Regions from separate parts of the Sus scrofa genome. Here regions 1, 2 and 3 are each linked to region 4. Evidence: chromatin contacts called from public HiChIP or PLAC-seq data. All regions are on one chromosome and are shown on one strand. The core of a region is the stretch at or near the end of the contact, and the rest is flanking DNA. Distances in the headings are between cores, read along the strand shown. Region 1 has its middle 85 kb from the start of CD180. Region 2 has its middle 21 kb from the start of PIK3R1. Region 3 overlaps PIK3R1 (phosphatidylinositol 3-kinase regulatory subunit alpha). Region 4 has its middle 410 kb from the start of CD180.

The links. HiChIP or PLAC-seq counts read pairs in DNA pulled down with a chosen protein or histone mark.
Region 1: an H3K27ac HiChIP or PLAC-seq map of alveolar macrophages shows a contact between it and region 4. The contact joins two enhancer-like sites. A contact is called at or near these places in 1 of 47 Hi-C or Micro-C datasets (heart right ventricle) and 2 of 2 datasets of contacts at active chromatin or transcription factors (alveolar macrophages and skeletal muscle).
Region 2: an H3K27ac HiChIP or PLAC-seq map of skeletal muscle shows a contact between it and region 4, with 3 times the contacts expected there. The contact joins two enhancer-like sites. A contact is called at or near these places in 1 of 47 Hi-C or Micro-C datasets (heart right ventricle) and 2 of 2 datasets of contacts at active chromatin or transcription factors (alveolar macrophages and skeletal muscle).
Region 3: an H3K27ac HiChIP or PLAC-seq map of skeletal muscle shows a contact between it and region 4, with 8 times the contacts expected there. The contact joins two enhancer-like sites. A contact is called at or near these places in 1 of 47 Hi-C or Micro-C datasets (heart right ventricle) and 2 of 2 datasets of contacts at active chromatin or transcription factors (alveolar macrophages and skeletal muscle).

What each region holds. Positions count from the first base shown.
Region 1 is chr16:45,670,874-45,674,829 of Sscrofa11.1, forward strand. No RefSeq gene overlaps it. Among named protein-coding and RNA genes, the nearest start is that of CD180, 85 kb to the left of the region's middle. Within about 2 kb of position 1,903, at least 9 of the 83 cell types and tissues checked have an H3K27ac peak or open chromatin away from gene starts, as enhancers often do. A contact at or near this core is called in alveolar macrophages, where this site is marked.
Region 2 is chr16:46,411,254-46,415,292 of Sscrofa11.1, forward strand. No RefSeq gene overlaps it. Among named protein-coding and RNA genes, the nearest start is that of PIK3R1, 21 kb to the right of the region's middle. Within about 2 kb of position 1,443, at least 31 of the 83 cell types and tissues checked have an H3K27ac peak or open chromatin away from gene starts, as enhancers often do. A contact at or near this core is called in skeletal muscle, where this site is marked.
Region 3 is chr16:46,472,231-46,476,126 of Sscrofa11.1, forward strand. All of the region lies in intron 2 of PIK3R1 (phosphatidylinositol 3-kinase regulatory subunit alpha), which reads left to right. Among named protein-coding and RNA genes, the nearest start is that of PIK3R1, 39 kb to the left of the region's middle. Within about 2 kb of position 1,646, at least 7 of the 83 cell types and tissues checked have an H3K27ac peak or open chromatin away from gene starts, as enhancers often do. A contact at or near this core is called in skeletal muscle, where this site is marked.
Region 4 is chr16:45,998,999-46,003,246 of Sscrofa11.1, forward strand. No RefSeq gene overlaps it. Among named protein-coding and RNA genes, the nearest start is that of CD180, 410 kb to the left of the region's middle. Within about 2 kb of position 2,238, at least 16 of the 83 cell types and tissues checked have an H3K27ac peak or open chromatin away from gene starts, as enhancers often do. A contact at or near this core is called in alveolar macrophages and skeletal muscle, where this site is marked.

The DNA of each region.
Region 1 (3,956 bases), core at 653-3,152, 330 kb before region 4:
GAGCTGGGAGTTTGGCCCCATGACAACTTGGAAGGTTTGCCCTTGATTTGGAAAGAACAGCAGCCCATGTTCTGAATAGAGAGGGGGAAAGGGGGACAAAGTTCTCAGCTGAACACTAATGAGACTAAGATGAAACTGCTTCACAGAGATGTCCAGCCAGCAGGGCCTGTGGTGGATGATTTGAGTACAGACTGTTACCCCCAGGAGGAGCCTGATGGGGATAAGTGGGATGCTCACTTTAAGAGTATCCAGGTAGCTCTCATTAGAACCTTCCTTTCCCAGAATTAAAAAAAAAAAAATCAATCTGTATGTAAAATAAGCATGCTCTTGTTGAGTGGCAACAGAAGACACTGATTTTCATGTATCTTGGAGCTAAAATATAAATAAAAAGGATGGAAATGTCTTTGATTTACAAAGCAGTAGAAAAAAATCCTGCTTTAGGAATTGAGGTAAATGTAACTAGCTTTGGCTCCGCCTCAACCTTGGCTTTTCAAAACTAGAGAGTGTTCTACCCATTGAGCCCTCTGCTTTCTCATTTCATAATGGGGTAGGAAAGTGGGAGATGGCTAGGTTAGATGTCTCTTGCTCATGATCCAGAGGGCTTCAAGGGTCTTTGAACCATCCAGAATAGTTTGCAGTATGTATATATCTTTATGCTATGGGCATTTTTCTGGGGAAGCTCATTGCTTTGGTCATATTCCCTAAAGCAGTCTTTGGTTTTCCAAATGTTAAGAACTCCTGAACTGGATACCTAAACACCTTAATCTTTGAATATGCTGTTACACATCAGTGATTCTAAGGTTATTCTGGTATATTCTCTTGGGGGGGGAAGCTGTGATTCTCTAAATCTATTACGTTTTCATGGTAATGTGAGGACAGTTGGAGATACATGTTCTGGTCCATACTTGTTTCCTAGTCTCGGCTGGGCTTTTGGGGGAAAAATAATTAAGGAATGAATCTTAAGTCCGTCTAATCTCCCCAGTTCCTGATCTTGCCTGTTCATCCCACCCCCGAGGGTCACAGCCCCATTGTGAAGCCCAAGCAGGTTTTGGCTCAACATCTGTGCTGTGGGGTGCCTTTCACTCTCGCTCCAGCCCTCCACCCAGATATGCCCATTTGCCATCCCATTCCAGTCCCTAAACCACTGACTGTAACTGAAAAGCTAAATGGAGGAGTTCCCGTCGTGGCGCAGTGGTTAACGAATCTGACTAGGAACCATGAGGTTGCGGGTTCGGTCCCTGCCCTTGCTCAGTGGGTTAACAATCCGGCGTTGCCGTGAGCTGTGGTGTAGGTTGCAGACGCGGCTCGGATCCCGCGTTGCTGTGGCTCTGGCGTAGGCCGGATTCAACCCCTAGCCTGGGAACCTCCATATGCTGCAGGAGCGGCCCAAGAAATAGCAACAACAACAACAACAACAACAAAACAACAACAAAAAAGACAAAAGACAAAAAAAAAAAAAAAAAAGAAAAGCTAAATGGAGAGTGATCTTTGGCAGGTGAACCTTTTAATACCCTCAGGATACCCTTTCCCTCTGGTAAAGGAACATCTGCTGCTGAATTATTAAGTCTGCACACGCAGAAGGAGGTAGAGGTGGAGGAATGTGTTCTTTTCGAAGGGGAGAGTTCCTGGGGTAGAATTTCATACTGGGTGAACTTGTTGGCAACACCCACAGAAGTGGCACGTCAGACCATTCTGCCCACGAGCATTTTAGAAAACAAAATGAAATCAAATGACCCTCTGTTCGACATACACAAAATTCACTGTTTCAAAACACTTTCAACATAATTTTTGTTCCTTTAGATTTCTTGTTCCCAGGATTTGGCCCCGCCCAGCAGGGGATTACTGAATATTCTGAGAATTGTGTCTTCTGCCCTGAGTGTGACCTTCACAGTGTGATGCATGATGCAGGGATGGTCACAGACAGAGCACAGGCTTCTTAATAGGAGGAGGGCTGTGGGCGTGGGGAGGTAATTCTGTCTATATTACCAACTGCTCTCCATTAGATATCATTCACAACTTTACTTTGCCTCAAGTGTGGGAAAACTGTTTCCCCGAAGCAGCACCTGACCTTGTCCAATTCTAAGGCACAGGGTGAAGTGAGCTGAAAAAGAAGTTGCTAGGGCTGTTAAGGGTTAGCTTGCATCTGCTCTGGATAAGTTGGGAAAGCATGAGTGAGAATTTTCTGTGTCTTTTTTTTGTTTGTTTGTTTGTTTGTTTTTGGGGGCCACACCTGTGGCATATGGAAGTTCCCAGGCTAAGGGTCAATTCAGAGCTACAGCCACCGGCCTATGCCACAGCTACAGCCACACAGGATTTAAGCCGCATCTGTAACTCACACCACAGCTCATGGCAATGCCGGATCCTTGACCCATTGAGCGAGGCCAGGGATCGAACCTACAACCTCATGGTTACTAGTTGGATTTGTTTCTGCTGCGCCACAATGGGAACTCCCTTCCTGTATTTCTTATAGGCATTCTGATTTTGTATCCAGAGCATAAGAAATTCAGTCTAAGCTGTTTGGAATTCTGAAAACCATGGAGTTTCTCTTCTTTCTTAAAACAGAATTTCTTCTAAAACAGAATTTCTTCTTAATTCAAGACATAATAGATACACATTTTTTAAAAGGAAAATTATTTTCTAAAGACTAGTGGAATCGGTTTTGCATTTGTTATCCTTAGTGTTTTAGGTACATATCAACATGAATGTATGTGACCTCAGCTCACTAGGCAGGAGGCATTTCAGTGATTTTTGAAAGCTAGGGCGGTTCATCATTTCCCTTCCACTGAGTGATCCTCTTTTACCAGCTTTAGTATTTTCCCTAGAGTATTTGAAGGAAGAAAATGTATAGAAACTTTTCTATTCACATCGCATGTCATCAAAGCCCTGTTGTGGCATAGGTTTAACTCTTGAACAGGAGCCCTTTGATAGCTCAAAATGTGATGTTCAGCAGTTATTGCTTTTTGAGAACTCCAAGAACACACAGCATTGCAGTTTTTGAAACAATCATCTCTTTTCTTTGGTTTCTCATCTCACTTGGCTCCTACAGAGACATGAGACAGGCCCTGTTTCTGTTTAAGTAGAACAACTGACATTTATTGCCCAGCTGGAAGGAGAGAGGTGGGTTGACTGATTCCTTTTTTTTCCCCCAGCTAAAAATGTGATATGGGTTTGTTATATGTTTATTTAATCTTAATTCATGCTCCCCTATAAAAATCCTGGTGGGAGAAAGAAAGCAAAGCTTCAACATATGTGTTGAACTTGGAATAAGAAACTTTAATCCTTGGAAAAACAGTATTGTATCATTTGCAGATTGCAACTAATCACAGTATATTCAGACAGTGGCAGGAACATTTTAATATTCAATTCACACAATCATGCATTAAAGTGACCTTTTGAGTGCATATTTTCTCTAAATTTTCTTTAGGCCTATATTTATTTTATTTGACTGAAACCCTAGTGGCCTGTGAAGTGAACCAGATGTTTTCCATTTACAGAAGTTGCACCTGATAGAGCTTTAGCAGGTTTGCTGGTTACCAGCTGTTAGCCTGTATTCTCAGCATCGGTACGTATTTTAACTGCAGAGAACAAATAAAAAGCTCCATTTATTGGGCACTTATGTGTTGGGCCCCTGCTCCATGCTTTATGTTCATTAGTTGATTTACTACTTAGGTGATCTTATGGGGCAGGTCTTCTTGCTAGCACACTACTTTATTGAGGAAAAAACCGAAGATCAGAAAAGATAAATTTTCCAAAGTCACGGAGATAGAAGTTAGGAAGCAAAACTGGAATGTCCGACTATAAATCATTATCGCATTAAATGCCTTTGACCCAAATGTCAGTTGGGCCCCTCTTGCCACTTCAGGTATGAATAAACAAGAAACTCACCCCCAACCAAAAATGTGAAGAAAGTCCAATAGCATGTTGCAAGTTCCTGGAACTGTGTCTTCTTTGGGGGT
Region 2 (4,039 bases), core at 193-2,692, 410 kb after region 4:
AACTGGTCGGTGAGGTATATGGGAACTCTCTACCGTCTTCTAAATTTTTTCTGCAAATTTTAAATTGCTCTTATAACTGACCTCTTGTTTTTCATTTAAAAATTCAGGAGTAATTATTTAAAATAAGAACAGTGACATTAAATTTTTTCTTGTAGGCTCGCCAGGCCCAGACTGGGGGTTAGGGGAGGTAGGAGGCAGGGTTCTTACTCCCTCAGTATTAAGAAGCGATTTTTTTTTTCTTTTTTTGGTCTTTTTAGGGCCACACCTGTGGCATATGGACGTTCCCAGGCTAGGGGTCAAATTAGAGCTGTAGCCGCTGGCCTACACCACAGCTATGCCAGATCCCAGCTACGTGTGAGAGCTGCACCACAGCTCATGGCAATGCTGGATCTTTAATCCACTGAGTGAGGCCAAGGATCAAACCTCATGGATACTAGTCAGGTTCGTTACTAGTCAGGTTCGTTAACTGCTGATCCATGACGGGAACTCCCAAGAAGGGATTTTTCTGCCTTATGAATCTACCTCATCTGAGTTTTCCTGGAATTCTCTGTAACGAAAAGAGTAGACATTGTTCTGAATATAAATTATTGACTTACTCTGTATTCCCATGGCCAAATCGCCTTTTCTAGGCCACAGTCACCTGGCACTTTAAATATCAAATTTACAGGGCATAAGCTATGTGTTTCTCCCAGAAAGGGTATAAGTTATTTTATAGTCATACCAAGATTGGATTTCTGACTGTACCGTTTATAAGCTGCGTAACACTATTGAACAAATGAGTTAACCTTTCTGAAACTCAGTTTTCTCCTTTGTTAAAAAAAAAAAACAACAACAACAACGAAATTGCAGGATTATGGTAAGACAATGAACATGCAATACCTAGTTCAGTACCTGGCACATAAAAGTTCTCAGTAGATGATAGTTAATGATAAACAGGATCATCAGTCCACATCAGGAGGAGATAATAGTATCCTTTAATTGGACCAAAATGTAACTGAGAGCCCTCCCCTTCCAATTCTCCTTCTCACTCCAGTAGGTCACACTGCATCAAGCGTCTAGAAGGCTCTCTGCCAGCAACTGTACTGGCTTGTTATCTGAGTGAGTCTTGGTCATTTAGCAAAGTCAGGGTCTTTGTTACTGTTTTCATCACCACTAGCTGAGCAGAGAAAGACCAAGCCACAGGGTACATCTCTGCCTGCCAAGGTCCTGTGTGTGTTCCTGAAACAAAAACCCAATAAAAATGGCAGTCAGTGGCAGACACTGAGCCCAGGCTTGGGAGCCAGTAGGGAGGGGCTCCTTCTCCTGTCCCTCAGCACCTGTCACCGAGAAGGGGTGGCCCAGGCTGCGGCTGGCCGCCTCCTCCTCCCCCCATCCAGCCCAGGGGCAGCTCCGGACCTCGGCTCCCAGCAACGCAGCACAGCCCACTCAGCAACTAGAAAGCACCCATTGAGGGCTTGCAGCTGCCGGTGCCGTTTGCCCAAACACTACATAAAGCCTCAGCCTCAGCTCCAGTGAAGAAGTCACTACTGTGTTCTTCCTGAGCCCCAGTCACGGCTATCAAACATTCAAAGAGGACTGGCGGTGGTTAAACACTGCATGTGTTTACACCCCGAATCTTGAATCACAATGGGGCGGTTTGAGCTGCCAAGACCCGGCCAGGCCCGGCTTTATCCTGGACACTGGAGTCTGTTCTCTGACCCACCGGACAGAAGTAAAGTTGAGTAAATACCAGATCGCTTTGCTTTTCAGAGCTGTTTGCTCTCAGGGACTTCAATGGGCTTCGTCTCCAGGCGGGACACATACTTGAGGACTCAAGCTGCTCCCTCACGTCAGAGTGCGTTCAGAAGCTCTGAGGCTTTGTGAGCCATCCCCAAAGGGAAAAGCCAAGCTAGAGAAAATAAAATCTATCCAAACAAATTAGAGGATAACTTGAATCCTTTCAAAAACTGCTCTGAAAAAAAGCAGGGAGGGGAAAGAAGTGCAGTTGATGGGGGAAGCTGAGGGATGGATATTTGGGACCTTATTACACTGTCCTCCATTCTGGAGAATTTAGACATTCATTAAAAAAAAAATACTACAGGGAGTTCCCTGGTGGTCTAGTGATTAGGACTCAAAGCTTTCAATGAAGCAGCCCAGGTTCAGTCCCTGGTCTGGGAAGTGAGATCCCACTTCAAGTCACTCCACACCAAGCCAAAAAAAAAAAAAAAAAAAAATTCTATAGTAAGAAAGCTCCTTTGCCTCTCTCCTTTACCCAGGATACAATACCTAACATATATTTTCTTTTAAATGTTCAAGTCTATTCTCTGTTTTAACTTTTTGAGTTTTTTTTTTTTCTTTAAAAAACATGTCAGGATTTTGTTTTCTCTGATTATAAAAAAGTATATTATTATGGTGGTAAATTGAGAAGTGGAGAAAAGAAGCATAAAGAAGAAAATATTAGTCCCATGTCTTTGAATTAGAATTTGTTAGTGTTTTTATATATTTCCTTGCAATCTTAATACATACACGCAGAGAAATAAAAAAGTAATTTTTAGCACATGTAAATGGAATCCAATTCTATTTAGCTTTATACTGTGGGCTTTTTTTTTTTTTTTTTTTGAACTCATGACCATTCCCCATACCATTAGATATTCTTAAAAGAACAACTTGTAATGACTGTGGAATATTTTTATCCTATGTTTCTCAATGCCAAAAAAAGTTCAAAACAGTCTTTTACTTATACCATGCCATACTTTAACAAAAAAAATAGAACAAGATTTTTATAGCTAGAGATTGCAAGAAAATTTATTTCTCACTAGCTATATACCACTTTCTCCAGAATAATTTAAGAATTGCAGCTGGATTCAGCATAGTATTTGGCAAGTGCAAATACAGTAGTAAGACAAAGTTTTCTCACCTTCAGATGTGCTTGGAACAGGAATGAGAGGAAAAAATGGAAGTAGAGCACATGGGTTGTGGATGTGAGAAGCGAAGCCAGAAATGGGAGACAGTGACTCAGCGCTCTCCCTCTCCCTCTCCCTCTCCCTCTCCCTCTCCCTCTCCTCCCTCTCCCTCTCCCTCTCCCTCTCCCTCTCCCTCTCCCTCTCTCTCTCTCTCTCTCTCTCACACACACACACACACACACACACAACTGCTATGGTCTTGCACCAGCCAATAGGATCTCTGTCTCTTAAGAACTTTGGAATCAAAACTCAAAAGGATCAAGTGAAAATCACAAAGAGTAAGAGGAAAAGACATGTTGAAATGAAGAGCAAAGGAAAGAACAGCAGACAGATTCAAAAGACAGGCCCTCCAGCACTGTCTGAGCACCTGCTGCACACAGAGCTGAACATTGGACCAGTACATAAGCCACAGTCTTTGGCCCCAAGGAGTCCTCAGTCTAATGGAGAAGACAGGGTATAAGCAAGTCATTTCAGCTCAATATGGGCACCACATGCACAAAGAAATGAAAGCAATACAGTGGGATCTCAGGGGAAGGATGAGGATTCATGTGAGATCAGAAGCTCTCGGAGAGGATCTAACCTTGGAGCCAAGCTGAGAAGAATGAGATCTCAGAAACCTAGGAGGAAAGGAAAAAAATGACTAGGGAACAGTTGAGTTAGCAAAGAAAAACAGCTCTATTTTAAAATGTCTTTTTGGAGTTCCCATTATGGCCTCAGTGGAATAAGAACCTGACGTCTCCATGAGGATGAAGTTCCAATCCCTGGCCTTACTCAGTGGGTTAAGAATCCACAAGCTGTGGCATAGGTCACAGATGTGGCTCAGATCTGGCATTGCTGTGGCTGTGGTATAGGTGGCAGCTGTAGCTCCACTTCTACCCCTAGCCCAGGAACTTCTGTATGCTGCAGGTGCAGCCATAAAAAAAAGAGGAATAAAATGTCTTTTTGTCATGGTCTCAGGATACAATGTTATTTGATATGTATTTGCCCTTTTTTCTGTTATATATATGTGTGTGTATATATATATATACAGTAAGTAAATAACATAATAAATAATATATATAAGTAAATAACAATTATTCTGGAGTATTCCTGAAAAA
Region 3 (3,896 bases), core at 396-2,895, 470 kb after region 4:
CCACAGGTCTGTTCCTCATAACCATGAGTTTGTTTCTTTTCTGTAGAAAGGTTCATTTGTGCCGTGTGTTAGATTCCAGATATAAGTGATATCTTATGGTATTTGTCATTTTCTTCCTGACTTACTTCACTCAGTATGAGAGACTCTAGTTGCATCCATGTTGCTGCAGATGGCATGATTTTGTTCTTTTTTATGGCTGAGTAGTAGTCCATTGTGTATGTATAACACATCTTCTTAATCCATTCATCTGTCGATGGACATTTAAGTTGTTTCCATGTCTGGACTATTGTGAATAGTGCTGCAGTGAACATATGGGTGCATATGTCTTTTTCAAGGAAAGTTTTGTCTGGATATATCCTCAAGAGTGGGATTGCTAGGTCATATGGTAGTTTTCCATATAGTTTCCTAAGGTACCTCCATACTGTTTTCCATATAGTTTCCTAAGGTACCTCCATTCTGTTTTCCATATAGTTTCCTAAGGTACCTCCATACTGTTTTCCATATAGTTTCCTAAGGTACCTCCATACTGTTTTCCATATAGTTTCCTAAGGTACCTCCATACTGTTTTCCATAGTGGTTGTACCAATTTACATTCCCACCAACAGTGTAGGAGGGTTCCCTTTTCTCCACACCCTCTCCAGCATTTATTTGTTGACTCGTTAACGATGGCATTTCTATCTGGTGTGAGGTGGTAACCTCATTGTAGTTTTGATTTGCATTTCTCTAATAATTACTGATGTTGAGCATTTTTTCATGTGCCTGTTTGCCATCTATATATCTTCTTTGGAGAAATGTCTGTTCAGGTCTTCTGCCCATTTTTCAATTGGGTTATTGGGGTTTTTTTGCCAGTGAGTTTCCTAGAAGTTATTTAGAAGTTTTGATTTGTTTCATTCCCTGATTCTATACTATCGTAAATCAGTATTTTTCTTTTTTTTTATTACTCAGTAAATGTTATTACAGTTACAGTTGTATGATGATCATCACAACCTAGTAAATCAGTATTTTTCAAAGGACTTGCTGATGATCAGAGCAGAGGTTTCCTAGATCAGAGGTCCTCAGCCTTTCTGTGGAGAGGAGCTCCTTTTTAGGTCCTGAAGCCTTGAGTTACTGGGGCAGAGCGTGGTGGAGGTGCTGAATGACCCATCCTAACTCTTAGCAATTCTTACCTCTATGACACTCCACTTCCATCCAGCGGCAGCTGCCTAGACAGCACAGTAGCTGTACAGTCTACCTCATTTCTCCCTCCCTCCCTGAGCTTCTACCTCTCTGTTGCTTCTGCTTGAGTTTTTTTCCCCACTAAATACCTGACCTAGTGTATGGTGGGGAAAATTGACTCTATGTCTGGCTTAAGTAATTCAGGGTGAACGTGAGTTGATTTACCTTGTCTGGTCTTCATAGCAGTACTAATTATTATCTGCATTGCTGTCTTCCTCCCAAATTAGTGATACTGTGCATACTTTTTCCTTGAGTGTTTATGTCTCCTTGGCTGAAGAATTAATGGTCAGTGGTATGTCCGCTTGTTACAGTTTTAATTCGAAGCAGGTCTTTGCTTCTATCTTTGGGTTGCTGCTTTGAGCTGTGGTTTCCCAGTTCCCAAGTATGTTTCATGACACTTATCCTACATTTCAGGCAAGGATTTATGGGTCCCATAGGATTCGAGCAGGACTCCGAGGAAGAGCCAACTAGCAAATGGAATTATTTTGTCTTGTGAAAGCTTCCAGCCCTTTAAAAAAAAACTCGACTCAGAGAAATAGAAAACAAATATTCTTGGGAAGAAACTGGGCTTGTTAGCGCTTGGCGAGAAATTTTCGGAAGGGAAAGAACATTTCCTCTGGCCTCAGGAGCACATTCAATGTGAAATATTAACTGTTTTTAGAAGAGTTAAACTTAAATTCGTCTTTGGGTCATTTATTTGACTTGAAAATAAATGGATCTAGTCCTTAATTTTAAAAAAGGTGTTCAGAATCCTATTTTAGATAAAACAATCATTCAGTAAAGGAGGCAGGCTGCTCCAGACGTCAGTTCTTAACTGAAAACAGCTGGGACTTACGGAGGTGTTTGCGGAGATCTCAGGGGCTGGGGGATTGGCGAAATGTGGTGCACGTTAGTTCCAGCTGCACACATTTGCCTTGTTCGAGCTCTTTATGGTAAATGAAATGCATGCTTCATACAGACCATGCTTTAGTCGTCTTCTCTTAGCCCTTGACGAAGCAGGTGGAAAGTGTATTTAGTCAGAGGAATGACTGAAAACAATGAACTGTAAACCCATCCATAGCCATTCCAAGAAAGAGCTATTAAATGTCTTCTTTTTATTTTCCCATGCATCTGCCCCCCCCTTTCATATTTTTATAACCTTGGCAAATCTTGAGTAATTTTGAAACGTTTGTCATTTGGTCATAAATGTGGCAAGGGAATGATAGGAGCCTGCACACTTGGATGTTTTGTAAAGCAGTCGAACCCCAGACTGCGTCAGCACAAACGTGCAAGGAGGGCTCTGTGCATGCCCTGTCCTCTGGCTCTGTGGGCAGACAGGAAGTAGACCAGGAGAGATCCGTTCCTGACCCCAGAAGGATCTGCACCCCCCCCTCACTGTGAACGTAAACTTGCCCTGATGTTTCAATGTTGTGTGTGGTCCCTTCTCTTGTCCTCTCCTGTTATGGTGGAAAACTGAGAGTTTACTGAACAGAATTTTGAGTGGAATGAGGACCACAGGGATCATCTCATCCAAATGGAAAAGGAAAAAAAAATTCCAAAGAGGTCGAATGATGTGCTTGTGTTGGGACACTGAAATCTCTTTGTAGAGAAAAACCATCTTAAGGTATTTTTGTCTTAGACCTTTACCCAAAAGGATCTCTTTACAAAGACTTTGCATTAGTGAAAGTCTTCAATTCAAAAAAACAGGAATTCTAAGGATAGGGTTAGGGTATGTTCCTGAACATTGGTTTAATATTTAAGTCATTCTTACCTTGGTGCTGGTCTGAATAGACTGAATAATTGTTTGAGTTAGTCATCACCTGTCACTTTGTACAATTTTAATGTGGGGAAAGATGCCTTTGGAAATACTTAGCTGTATGTTATAATCAATCATGGTTTGTTTGGTTTGGTTTGGTCTTAAAACTTTATAGGCGCTCCCATGTGGCTTCTCGAGTCAAGGATCCAGAGTTGGCACTGCAGTGGCACAAATCGCTGCTATGGTGCTGGTTGAATCCCTGGTCCAGGAGCTTCCCAATACTGTAGGCAGGGCCAAAAAACAAAACCAAACCAAAAAAAAAAAAAAAAAAAACCTTTATATAATTGAGGGAAGTAGATTGCATAAGTACAGTCTTTCTTTTTTTCAATGAGGCAAATGAAGCAGTATCTTAAATTAAATTAGGGTTTCCTGAGATTCTAGAATCTTATTCCTGAATTTTCCACTGGGTAACCTCCAAATCTTTCTCTAGCCTTTGTCCCTGGTTGACACGAGGTGGGCCCCAATTTGCATGGCAAAGGGATGTGATGCTGCTCTAAGGCTGTAAGTGCCTGGGAGAGAAATCCTTCAAGGGAAATAAATCTAGGATGGAACGTTGGTCTCTGGCAAAAGCGTTTTACTGCTTAGCTTCTGAGATCTCTACGTGGGGGATGAAATTTAACAGCAGCTGATATTCTAAAAGTAACAAAGAATTATTTCAGCCCCTGATTTGCAAAGTACTCACTTCTCAGTACTCTCAAAATTTTTGTCGGATAAAGATTTTTCCATACCACAGATGTGGAAGGAAGGACTCACTCGTTAGTGTTGTATAGAAACAAACGGTGAATTCAGGACTTTTCCGGGGTCGTGGAAGGTATTCATTCCTGCCCAAGCTATTTGCGAATAGCATCTTTATCTGGGTCAGCCTCTGATTCAGCCTCGTCATGTA
Region 4 (4,248 bases), core at 988-3,487:
TTTCTGACCTTGAAGATGTTGCTTAGGCTTTTGGAACCACAGTTTCTTTATTTGTAATGTGGAAATAATAATATCCTAATAAATTTGTTGTGAGAATGGGATGTTTGGGATTTTACACACATATACATACACAGAGCATTTAGCACAATATCTAACATAAAGTAAATAATTCACAAATAATTGTTTAAAATTATTATCTGTTGAAGGTGGTACTCTTTTTTATCTGTTGAAGGTGGTACTGAAATATTGTTCACTGATGCTATCATTTTCCACACTCTATTGAAATATTCACAAATGTCAAACTATAAAGTTAAAAGCTGTATAAAATGTTGATAAAAGCTATATAAACTTATAATCTAAATGTCACACTATGCACAATATACCCAAGTGAATGGAAGAGAGAGTATGAATGGAAGTAACAAGAATAAGTATTTACAACTCTTTAGTTCATAAAAGGGGCTTTCAAAGACATTAATCTGTTTACTCTTTGATCATAAACCTATAGCCTGAATATTATTTATCTTCCCCATTTTACAGATAAAAAATAATAGCTCAGACAGGTTGAATGATTTTAGCTAAAATCAAACAGCTTGTAAGTGGCGAGGCTGAAACTCATATTAGGGTCTCTTGATTCCAAGTGCCTGGAGGTGGTTACTGCGGCAACTGATGCCCGAGAAATCCTAGCGAGACTGGAAAAACTTCCAAGTGATTAACTGAGTTGGTTGCAGTATGGGCCTCCCTCCTATTTGTGGATTTTGCTTTATTATTGAGGATTATTAAATAAAGTTACCTAAGCCTCTTCACAAAGCTTCAAAAATTCCTAGTTATGAGACAGCTAATGCACTACACAAGTTTCCTTTCTAATGGATTTCAGAGGATCCAGAATTTAAACAGCTTCATTGGAAAAAAGGTCCCTGTGTTGTTTAGGATCATTTGATCACTTGTCTGGGCTCTGCAAAGATGGGTAGGACTTGTCTTACCCATCTTTACATTCCAGGGCCCAGCAAAGAGCCTGGCACACAGGAAGCAACCAGGCGGGGTTTGAGCACCAGGCTGAAGGCTCTGTGATGATTAATTTGGGCTATAGCATCACCAGCTTAGCTCTGCTTTTTAATGCAGTGAATAGACTAGACATCAGCTGTCAGGAGGAAACATGGGAACTTTTCAGTTTTTAGTTCTCAATCCAAGCCACTTACCTGGACAATGAGACAAAAGATCCCTCCAGCCTGTGCTCCTCCCATCATTTCTCCTGTCTTTCTGATCCCTTTTTCAGAAAGATCTTTTTTTTTAGGAGCCTGAGCCAGAGCTACAAGTCCTATTTGCCTCAATAGAGAAAATAATTTTAAAACAAGGATGTTGATTCATCTTCAGCTTTGAATCCTGAATATCAGTGCTAACTTAAACCTTCCCCATGCATAAGAGTGGCATTGACTGAGACTGGTGAGAAGGTGGCAATACCACCAGCTTGGAAAGGAGCCTCACTGGGTTGCAGTCTCTACCCTGTAAGGTAATATAGGCTGAATGTATTGACCATCTCATGTAGAGATCACTTTACACACATTATTCTCTTTAATCCTCAGTGGAAGATCCCCATTCTTATTCTCATTTTCCAAAGAAGAATGTTGGAACAGAGAAGTGAATTGACTTGCCCAAGGTCAAAGAAAGTAAGTGGCAGATCTGGGATGAAACACAGCAATTGGACTTCAGAACCTATGATTTTAATTGGATGATCTTTGGCAAGTGAATGATCCTCTTAGTTCCTCTGTTTCCTCATTGGTAAAATGAATAGAGAAAGAACTAGTTCCTTAGATGGTTAGGAAAAGTCCCTAAGATCATGCATGAATAGCACCTGACACTGAGTAGGCATGTAAAATATGTTAGTTCCTTCTCTTCCCTTGAATAACCTGAGATGGAAGAGTGTCACCTCTTGAGCAACCCTTTAGAAATATAAAGCTAAAATTAATCCAGACCATGCCAGAGCCAACGACAATAAAGCTGATTTGTTCAGACTTATTATTTAGTTTCAATAAAAGACCTGTCTCCAGTTTCCTGGGCAGACCCACAGAGCCAACCCAAACTGAAAACACACGCAGCCATTGCAAACTCATTGTTGAAACATGACAGACACTTCAGGAACCAGGAAATTCCTTATTGAAATGACTTGCTTCTTAGCCAAAGCAGTGATGGTTAAACAATACAGCCGTGCAGCTGTGGCCTTCAGGGCGCACAGTGGGGCTTCACACTCCTGGGGCGAATGGAAACACAGGGACACGCTTGCCAGCTGGCACTGTCGCTCCAGGGACAAGATATGCATGGCTTCGCCTTCCAAGTCGAGAGCAATTGCTGGCAGTACACTGTGAGCATGTCAAGTTAAGGGAATATTTTTTTAAAGGCCCATCACTGTTTTTCTTTCTTTAAATGGTAGCCACCAAAAAGTTATGCAAACACTTCAGCTGTGGAATATTTAATCTGACATTTGGCGTGGCTCCCTTGTTGATCCAAGACGTGAAGTATGCAGTATATGCCTTGCAGTTGTTTCATTGCTCACTTAAAAAAAGATAAACCAGATACAACATTTTAATTTTACTTCTCCTCAGTTTTAACTGGGTTGCTACCAGGATCTGTTTCTGATTCCCAAGAAATAGGATAACAATTATGAATTGCAGCCCATAAGAGGAATAGCTCATTTAACAGGTTGGTGGATTTAATCCTTTAAAAAATTTTTTTTGGGTCCTGCTAAAAGCTTTAGGAATCCCTGTGGTTTTCTCCAGGGTTTGACAGTTCTTTTCCTCCAGTCTGGTGTTACAGGGCTTCACATGCTCTCATGGAAACATTGCCAGAACTGTCCTCTGGTTGTCTTTGTCATTGGGTTTTTAGCATGAGGAGAACACTAACCCTGCCCATTCACGTGGGACATGCATCCTAGCTGCATCGGAACTTGTATCAGTGGAAGCTTACTCACCCAGCTCCTCCTTCTTTAACTGTCCCACAGATAGATGTGTTTTCCTAAAAGAGGAAATTCCCTTTGAATATCGGTCACATGGCTTCTGGTCAAGGAGAACAGAAGACCATTGCCACTGCTCTGGAAATACAGGGATCCTAAAAAGCCTAGTTAGTGGGCAGTTCACATTTTGTACCATGTGGAGGGAAGGATGCAGGACTGGCCAACATTCCAAAGGGAAGGAGAACCTTTCCAAACGTTCCTCTGCTGAAGCGTTAGAACAGTTGTTAGTGTAAACAAACATAATTCCTCAAGTCCCATCCTTCCCGCAGGTGGGCCAATAGGTTAAAAAACACTAGAAGACATGGTAAAGGGTAGTCTCTTCCATCATTCTCCTCCGCTTGCATGCTCATTGTTATAACAACACTGACTTAAACATCAGGGCACTCTCACTTGGCTCCAGGCAATGGCATCATTCTGCTTCAGAGAAATGCTGAAACAGTGCTCATCTTATACAGAGTGATAGGTTGAGGAGAGAAAAGAATCAAATGGCAATGCTTAAAAAAGTAAACTGGAGACAGACGACCCTGGATGTTTCCTTGGTTCTGATTCAAGTTCTCAAGTCCCGATCCAAATAAAAATATATCTTTATTTCCAGTGGAAAATTCAAAGAACACAAACCTGAGTCTTAAAAGCCATGTCTCAGTTTTATGGTTTTAGAGCTTGAAGGATTCAATTAGGTGAGAAGGAAGCTTCTCAACCTCAAAAAATCTGAGCCCAGAGATGAAATATGCTTACAGGCAGGGAAATGCTAAAAGAATGGGCCTTTTTAGCAGGTATAAAACAGAATTATATGTTCTGATTATCAATTTGGATTAAAAATATCTGCATGTAAGTACTATTAATGGGATTTTTCAAAGATTGTGGGATAACAGGCAATTTTAACTTTCTCTTTACATTTTTTTCTCTCTTTCCTCCCCTTCTTCCCTCTCTCTCTCTTTTATAGTTTTTGACATTGAATCTTTGTTTGTTATGTAAATGGAAAAATGGCAATTAAAAATGCATTCTGTCAAAATAGTAATAATAAAATCTAAAAGACAGATGTCTTTCTCACCTTTACATAGTCTCAGAATTTTGTTATTTACAGACGACTCATGTAGAAACTCTCTTTTATTATAAGTAATAAAGGAGTAATTTGACCAGGATCTATTGGATGGATTGTTGTGTTTCTGGGGAGCCATGGCAAAATAATCAGAATTTATCCTTGAAGAGAGAAAGCATTCCTTTGATAGCTATTATATTTTGAA